Linked DNA regions of Salvelinus alpinus: region 2 is linked to region 1. Evidence: chromatin contacts called from public Hi-C data. All regions are on one chromosome and are shown on one strand. The core of a region is the stretch at or near the end of the contact, and the rest is flanking DNA. Distances in the headings are between cores, read along the strand shown. Region 1 holds the start of LOC139537728 (protein transport protein Sec24A-like). Region 2 holds the start of LOC139537732 (protein Jade-1-like).

Evidence for each region. A called contact is a pair of places that touch in the nucleus more often than the background predicts.
Region 2: a contact with region 1 is called in a Hi-C map of red muscle, with 6 times the contacts expected there. The contact joins the promoter of LOC139537732 here to the promoter of LOC139537728 in region 1. A contact is called at or near these places in 2 of 3 Hi-C or Micro-C datasets (muscle and red muscle).

What each region holds. Positions count from the first base shown.
Region 1 is chr13:42,561,308-42,565,672 of SLU_Salpinus.1, forward strand. It overlaps LOC139537728 (protein transport protein Sec24A-like), which reads right to left and starts at 2,352. Exons shown (of 23, transcript XM_071339413.1): 1 at 1,970-2,352. The coding sequence starts at 2,027. sar1b (secretion associated, Ras related GTPase 1B) reads left to right here and starts at 2,452. Exons shown (of 7, transcript XM_071339414.1): 1 at 2,452-2,979.
Region 2 is chr13:42,803,254-42,807,618 of SLU_Salpinus.1, forward strand. It overlaps LOC139537732 (protein Jade-1-like), which reads right to left and starts at 2,409. Exons shown (of 11, transcript XM_071339420.1): 1 at 1,441-2,409.

The DNA.
Region 1 (4,365 bases), core at 1,102-3,601:
CTCTCATCACACCAGAGGACAGATTTCCACTAGTCTAATGTCCATTGCTCGTGTTTCTTGGCCCAAGCAAATATCTTCTTCTTATTGGTGTCTTTTAGTGGTTTCTTTGCAGCAATTCCACCATGAAGGCCTGATTCATGCAGTCTCCTCTGAACAGTTGATGTTGAGAAGTGTCTGTTACTTGAACTCTGTGAAGCATTTATTTGGGCTGCAATCTGAGGTGCAGTTAACTAATGAACTTATCCTCTGCAGCAAAGGTAACTCTGGGTCTTCCTTTCCTGTGGCGTTCCTCTTGAGAGCCAGTTTTATCATAGCGTTTGATGGTTTTTGCGACTGCACTTGAAGAAACTTTCAAAGTTCTTGAAATGTTCCAGATTGACTGACCTTCATGTCTTAAAGTAATGATGGACTGTCATTTATCTTTGCTTATTTGAGCTGTACTTACCATAAGATGGACTTGGTGTTTTACCAAATAGGGCTATCTTCTGTATACCAACCCTACCTTGTCACAACAACTGATTGGCTCAAACACATTGAGGAAAGAAATTCCACAAATGAATTTAACAAGGCACACCTGTTAATTGAAATGCATTCCAGGTGACTACCTCAAAGCTGGTTGAGAGAATGCTAAGTGTGTGCAAAGCTGTCATCAAGGCAAACAGTGGCTACTTTGATGAATCTCAAATATATTTTTATTTGTTTAAAACTTTTTGGTTACTACATGATTCCATGTGTTATTTCATAGTTTTGATGTCTTCACTATTATTCTACAATGTGGAAAGTAGTAAAAAATAAAGAAAACCCCTGGAATGAGTAAGTGTGTCCAAACTTTTGACTGGTACTGTATGTATGTATGTATGTATGTATGTATGTATGTATGTATGTATGTATGTATGTATGTATGTATGTATGTATGTATATAAATATTTTACATGTCATTCAGGGAGAGAAATGCCAGACAAAAAGTATATTTATATTACTTAATAAAAAAAAATAAAAAAAAGTCATCCAACTAAAACGGATCATCCCAATGTGCCACATGTACACACAGAAGTAGAGCACAAGAAAAGCGCTGTGGTACGTCATTCACTTCTGAGTAGACGTTGCAAAGCATAATACGATTATAACTATACATTTTACATTTTATGTGACACCAGCCAAGTGATTCGAAAAAGGCAACGAAGTACGCAACAAACAGTCACGCGACCCTTACCCAAAGAACCTCAACAAATGAGAGGAAAGTTTGGCCCTAAACAAAGACTAAACCCCTATAAGACAACTAGAGGATGACAGTTTATCAGTCGACAGGGTATCAATCAAATTACAAGACTCAAATGATATAGCTAATCTTTTTGGTCAATTACCCAAATCTAAGTCCCACGTACGAGTCAACTAGTTATAGCTAACTACAGTAGCAAATTGGCTAACTCAACTGACAACTTGTAGCATCATCATGACCCAAACTATCAGTCTCTCCCCTGAACTTGATCTTCAATTGAGTTATGACTAACGTCATTCAAGGTAGCACTAGTAGTTAGCTAACGTTAATTATCAGTTAGACTAGTGACTGACACAAATTGCAGCTATAACTAAGTTTAGATAGCTAGATACGTGAGTAAATTTGTCAACGACTCTAGCTAAAACAGATTATCCTAGCTAGCTAAAAGTTACGTAGTGGGCAATCAAAGCGATCACTTATATCCACATTTCTAACTTAACTAACATGAACAATGTTTTTTTTTTAAACTATAGTCTTGATAAGAGTAAGTTAGCCCACCACTAACATTAGCCATCTTTTAGGTTAGCATTATTAGCAAGGCAGCAAGCTAATGTAGTTAGCTAGCCAGCTGCTAACCAGCCAAATCAGATTAGGATAAAGTAAAAGCCTATCTTGTTAACGCGCTAACGTTAGTTACTAAACAGTTGTGAGGCAGTAATGTTAGCTAGCTAACAGTGCGAAAATGCTCACCATTTGCGTATGGCTGTCCTCCTGGCCCATTCTGAGAGTTGAACCCCGTACTGGACATCTTGAAATAGACACCGACCGTAATCAAATTTAAAAGCTACGTTGGCGAATAGCTAGCTGCGTCTTACTTAGCTAACCAGCTAAGTTAGCTAGCAATGGGATCTGTTTGTTTAACCGAGCGTCTTTATCACAGGCTTTCAGGTAAAAAAAAAAAAAAAAAAAGTGAATTAGCCAACTCGTTAGCTATCACAGACCATGGTTAGGACCGTTCCCCGTCCAACTACGGGTGTAGGCCTTGTCAATAAAATCGTGTGAGACTCCTTTCCGTAATATCTGTGTTGCTTCTCTCTTCTTGCACAGGAAGTTGGGATTCCCCAACCAGCACGAACAACGTGAAACCTCCTCAAGCATGCGCAGTTGGTACACGTGGCACTTCCTGTGCATATTGGATTTCTACAGTACTGGAAACACTCGCAATGTTGTACTGTCTTCGCTTCCTCTGATGTTTGAGTAAAAACATGTAGGATCGGTTAAATACATAGTGACAGACTGTCTATTACAAATACAATTAGTTTATATAAAACCAGACTAATGGTTCACTTTTTAATTAATTCGTTTCTCCAGGGTGATTTATTTACTGGAGTTGAAGAGTCTGGACTGGAAGTAGAAACATGTTCACATCAGAAATATAGACATACTAAACTGCCTTGTTATCAAATAACATTATTTAAATCAAATGTGTTCTGTGTTAACACGTTTAGATTATAGGAGTGCTAGAATATGGTTCACATTTTTGTTCCCCTACCGGAAAGATGATTGTGAAACATAAACAGGAAGCGGCTATGCCTGGGCCTGGAGAGTTATTGGACACAGATTGCATTGCTGTGTCGTGGCTCTGTAACATAACGCGAAGGTTGAGACGTGAAGTGTGTGCTCTCATTTGACCATAAAGCAAATTTTCATGATTTTATGAGCAAACATATTTAGTCAATTGATCTACACTTAGATAACGGGTAAGTGTAAGCATTAATTATTTCAAATATGGGGTTTTCGAAAGTGTATTTGAACGTTCACTATTAAGGCTAGCGCGGATAGCTAGCTAACGGTATATGCTAACGTTAGTTAGTCGGTCAGGAACCCTCAATCAAATTGCTGACGGTAGCTAATTAACAATTTCAAGTTACTTTGACACGTAATGTGGTAACCTTAAAGTAGGCCTATTTGTATGTGCATTTTTATATTGAGATGTTCTCTAGCTGTAACAAACAGCTTTACTGTCAATACACCTAGCGCTTTCTTATGTTTGCAATTAACTCGATGCTACTATAGTTATCTCTGAAAATGACACGTATCTATAAATTCAGATGCACTAACTTAGCTAATGGCAACTTACCTGTGTAACTATGTCAACGCTACTGTCGCTAGATTTTAATGTTAGTTAGCAAACTAGCAAGCTACAATAAATGTGAATAACAAAACCAATTCTCGCTGCCAACTAAAGGTACAATTTGTGACTCACAGCTCGCTATCCTTTAGCTAGCTTGGCTATCAAACGTTAGTTAGCCAGCTGGATATAGTCGTCATAACTATATTATTAATTATATCGGTTTTGCATCGTAAATTACAATTCAATGTTACGGACAGCCACCATTTCGAGCTCAAATTGTTTTTATTTTTAGTCAAAGAAATCAAAATCGATATGTGTCGGAGACATAATCCACATTTGTTTGTGTGTGAGTTGGTGTATTCTTGCATTAGTTGGACACTACTGCTCGCTGATATAAATAGCTAAATCAGTCAAATAAATGTTTATTACCGGGTTTTCCACTGTGACTGTCCTTTGTCTTCCAATTCCTGCCAATGTTAAATGTTTCAGATTAGTTTGATATGGACTACACTGAATTTAATCCCAGTAACATTACCTTTCCACCATTTATAGCAGCTATTTTTTAGCTATCTGCTCTCACCTCAAATTCTACTAGGTCTAGAAAACTTTGAGCTGAAAACTGTGACTTGATTGATCAGTGTATGTAAATTATAGTGAGCTGTCAGAACCTGTAGTTTGCTTCCGTTTAATTCAAATCCTTCAATTTGAGAGGCTCTAGCAACAAGGTGAGAACATGAGCCAGCTGGGCTGGCATTTAAATCTGTCTGGGAGCCTGGGGTGTAATCATTAGTCCAAACTGTAGAAAACGGTTGCAAACAGTACGTTTTGGAACAAAATTTGGTTTCTATTGGACAAATTCAGGTAGGTTGTGTTTGATACCTAGTGAATACACCCCTGGTATCCTACTGGAAGTATATTTTATCTATTATCCTTAAGTAAACCTCACTGCCCTCTGACCTTAATATTTAAATATCTTACAATATTTTGCACATGTGCATTGCTACTTTCCTAT
Region 2 (4,365 bases), core at 1,159-3,658, 240 kb after region 1:
TGAGAGAGAGAGAGAGATTTGAGAGAGAGAGAGAGAGAGACGTGCCCCCACACCATGATTCATCTCCTGTTTCATACCCAGCTGGAGGGTGGGTAGGAAGGGAGCTGTCACAACTGGGAACATTTAACAAGTCCCCAGATGATTCAGACTTAATTGATTCAAGGAAATAACCAGTTCAATTACATCTGTGCAATAAGAGAAACAGGATGGATTGTTATACTATTCTAATCATGGGAGCCGGTAATGGATTGTAAGCAACAATATTTTACTGGTTAGTTAGTTATTAAAGAGGACCATTATAGAGTAGCTATAAGGAATTACCTCAAGAACACATTTGAATGTAATGTGCTTTAAAGGTAAACTTCACATACATTGGCAACTCCCATAACAACCCCGCCCCCCCAAAAAAAAAAAACTCATAAGAACTTAAATATCAATGGGAGCCCCCCCACAACTGTCAAAGATATCAATGTGAGGCACCCTCAAGAGTCAATGTGTAATTTGAACCCTGGAAATTCTCTATCCAAAATATATATCTGACTATGAACATCAAGTTCTCATTTCTTAAAATGGGAACATCAAGATGCTGCTCTGTCCCTCTACTAACCATGCGCAGCACCAAATCTAGTCCCACCCCCTGTTCTATGGGCGCAGAGTTTCTGAAGGTAAACAAGAGCCACTCCCCCTACAGTAGATCCGCACAGCACGCAGCGAGAGGCAGAGACGGAGATAAGAGTACTGAGCTTGTTCTAATTCTTAGATATATGCGTGCTTAGCCTTCCAAAATACCTCCCCTTTTTGGGAGCGTAATTCACATGCACGTGCGCCCCTAATTTCAAATCCACAATTGAGCGACACTGGATGGCAACAATAACTTTTGTCAAATGCAGTTTTATAACGCAATCGTTATTACCAAAATTATCCTCCTCTATTGTAATATTTTCAACAGGCAGATAATTTTTTATCACATTAGCTAAGTGTATTTTCAGCGCCATACGTTGGCGTGCCGCGGTCCCTCCTCCCGCAAACATGCACACACTTGCATAAGTTGCCAATTATTTATTAGAATTAAACAAATAATTAAATAATGTATTTCACCGGCGAATGTAATTTAACAGCACCTCGGGAAAATCCCGCTACCAAAATTATTTAATAAGAGCAGTGAACATGACCGCCCGTCTATAAATAATACTCGCTGCGTAGTTGGCGTTGCAAACATTGCTAGTGAACTGGGACCTGACATTTTCATATTTTATTCAATAAAAAAGTTGCAGTTGCATGATGTTCTACCCGTGCTCGCTAATTATCACAACCATTAGACCCATGCACACTACACATTTCCCTACCCGCTCTGGAAGTGCGTGCTTCTCACCCTGTGCTACATGCTACTGCATCGTACTGTACTTCTTGGGGGAAGCAAGAAACCAAAATCTAACCCACCTTTTTATCTTGATTGCAGTCAGGGTCGGGCTGCGAAACGTCCTCGACTCTGGACGATGGGCGATGATGAGAAATTACGATATAATTTGAAGCTAACCACATGTAGCTAGCGACAGTGAATTTCACGGTGGTCAAATTCCAGTGTAGCCAACTTACCCCTAGCTAGCGAGCTAGTTAGTTAGCCCCCTGACTATTCACGTCGGTGACAGGACTATGCCTGCGAGGCTGTATGGGGTTGACAGCACGTCAGATGCTCTCCCAAAAGTCAAAATAAAAAGTACCAATTGACAAATTTACTCCATGATAGTCTATCCGACAGTATAACATAATAGTCAACAAACCTGCGATGTCCGAATTCGCAGGTATCAGCTAAATGCAGTTAGCTACATTTAGCTGACTTTAGGAGTATATCATCCTTAAATCCAAATTCTCTAGCTAGCTAGTTAACGTGCTTGCAAGATAGCCGCATCCAGCAAGTCCGTTCTACTGTACGCTAGCTATGGTACAGCAAGGTAAGCTAACAAATATAATTTTGAAAGCCATGTCGCATTTCGAAAATAGTCCAAATCCAATGTGGTATCCCCCAGGTCCTGATTTGTCATGGGAGTATGTTTTCCTCAAATCCAGTAGAAAAAAATGTATGTCTAATTTTCAAATAATGAGTCATGAAAGATAGCAAGCTGGCTAGTTTGGCAACGTTCCACCTAAAAACATATAGCCTGCTCAGTCCTTGCCCGCTCGCGTTCTTCTCTCTTGTGCGATTGCACTGGCGGGTGCGCAACCTTACAACAAAATAAGATCATACTTTAAACTCTTGGCGCCATATGAATGACGTATTTAAATTTGCTGTCCCTGAGAGACGATTCTAATATCTTTAAAATGGCTTACTTTCGCCAAACATCATGCATAGACTACAACCTGAAATAGGAAAAAGGGATTATATTCTTCACCTGTCACTCTTTTGAAAGTGAAAGCTACCGTTAAGTGGGCGGTTTGTTTGGGCGGGTTCATGATAGCAGCACAATAATCGAACATTTACAGAGACAACGTTGAAAAAAAACATATATTTCCTAAATAATATTGTTAATGTTAATATTTGTCTTATTTTCATAATAATAAGACATTGAACAAACATATACTTGGAAATAAAGTTAGATCTACTTGCAAACGTTTTACTCAATATTCAATCCACTCCAATCCACGATGTAGGTTCACACATTGACAAGTGATAGACCTATCAATCCACCTAATTTACTACAATGACATGTAAATAAGGAGTGAGCTGTATTTTGTAGATCTACGGTGTAGGTTATTGTATCAAGTAGTAATCGCACGCGCTTTCATGTGGCGAGCGCGCCTCCTACTTGCAGCTCCGGGGGCACCTGCAACAGCCAATGATGCATCGCAGGATTTTTACATCAATGCTTGTTGTGTTTCTGACATGTTTGGCACGCATTTCTAGAACAAAAAAATAAAATACAAATGGTACAGTTCTTTCTTTACGCATCTCATCCTCAGACTATCATCCAATGTTCATTCCCCATTGCCCCCCACTCCCCTTTCCCTCATGACCACTAATGAAAAATAACTTAATATCGTATGTAGTTCATCATGAAACCCTATTCAGGAGACAAGGCGAAGAGGAGTGCATTCAGAGGAGTATTGGGACACAGTTTCCAGTTTGACATTTTCGTCATCAGCACACACTATGCTGGCAGGTGCAGAAATCCGCATTGCTATATCAGGGCCCATATCCTCAAAGTGTCTCAGAGTATGATTACTGATCTAGGATCAGTTTGACCGTTTAGATCATAATGATTAAGATTAGATGTAGATGTATCACTCCTACTCTGAGACGCTTTTTGGATAGAGGACCTGGTGTCACTCCATCAGTAATGGGGGAATGCTCTTTTACACTAAGTTAAATGAGGCTGTGAAGTACACCGGATTTTTCTGGCACAGATTCAAATGTGCTGTAGCAGCCTTCCTGCCCCGCACCACAGGTGGGTTAAGTGCCTTGAAAAACATGCAATGCCTCTCCATGGCCGTTTGATTGTGTGCTCCATTACTGTCTACTGGACTCATTGTTTATTTAGCAGATATTCAGCCATGCTGCAATATATCTTGTGTGAGTCCCAAAATGGCACGTACCCTTTTCCCTGTGTAGTGCACTACTTTTGACTAGGACCCATAGGGCTCTAGTCAAAAGTAGTACACTTTAAAGGGAATAGGGTGACAATTTATATACAAGACCCTCATAGGCAGGTCCTCCCTCAGCTCACTCCTTAACATCTCCACTACCAATAGCAGCCTGCGCTCTGGTAGATGTATCACTCTGGTCATTCCAGAGCCAGCATTTGCTTTGGCCTTCGTTCATTCCAGTTTTTCTGCCGCCAACACCTGGAACAAGCTGCAAAAGACCCTCAGTCACATTCATCCCACCAGACTCCTTCAAAAATATATTAACTGAGGTGCTATCTGATCAATGTACCTGCTGATCATTAAGTCTACTGTGTTGCCTTGGACTTTTCTGCTCTAACACACTATGAATATTTCTTATTGTTGTATATTTGATGAATTTGTACAACAGGTTGGTGGCACCTTAATTGGGGAGTACTGACTCGGGGTAATGGCTGGAGCGGAATCGGTGGAATTCTATCAAATACATCAAACACATGGTTTCCAGGTGTTTGATTTTATTTCATTTACTCCGTTTCAGCCATTATTACGAGCCGTCCTCCCCTCAGCAGCCTCCACTGATTAGTATCTTTCCCACTGTCACGTTCCTGACCTGTTTTCTGTTAGTTTTTGTATGTGTTAGCTGGTCAGGACGTGAGTTTGGGTGGGCAGTCTATGTTTTCTTTTTCTATGTTGGTTAATGGGTACCTAATATGGTTCTCAATTAGAGGCAGGTGGTTTTCATCT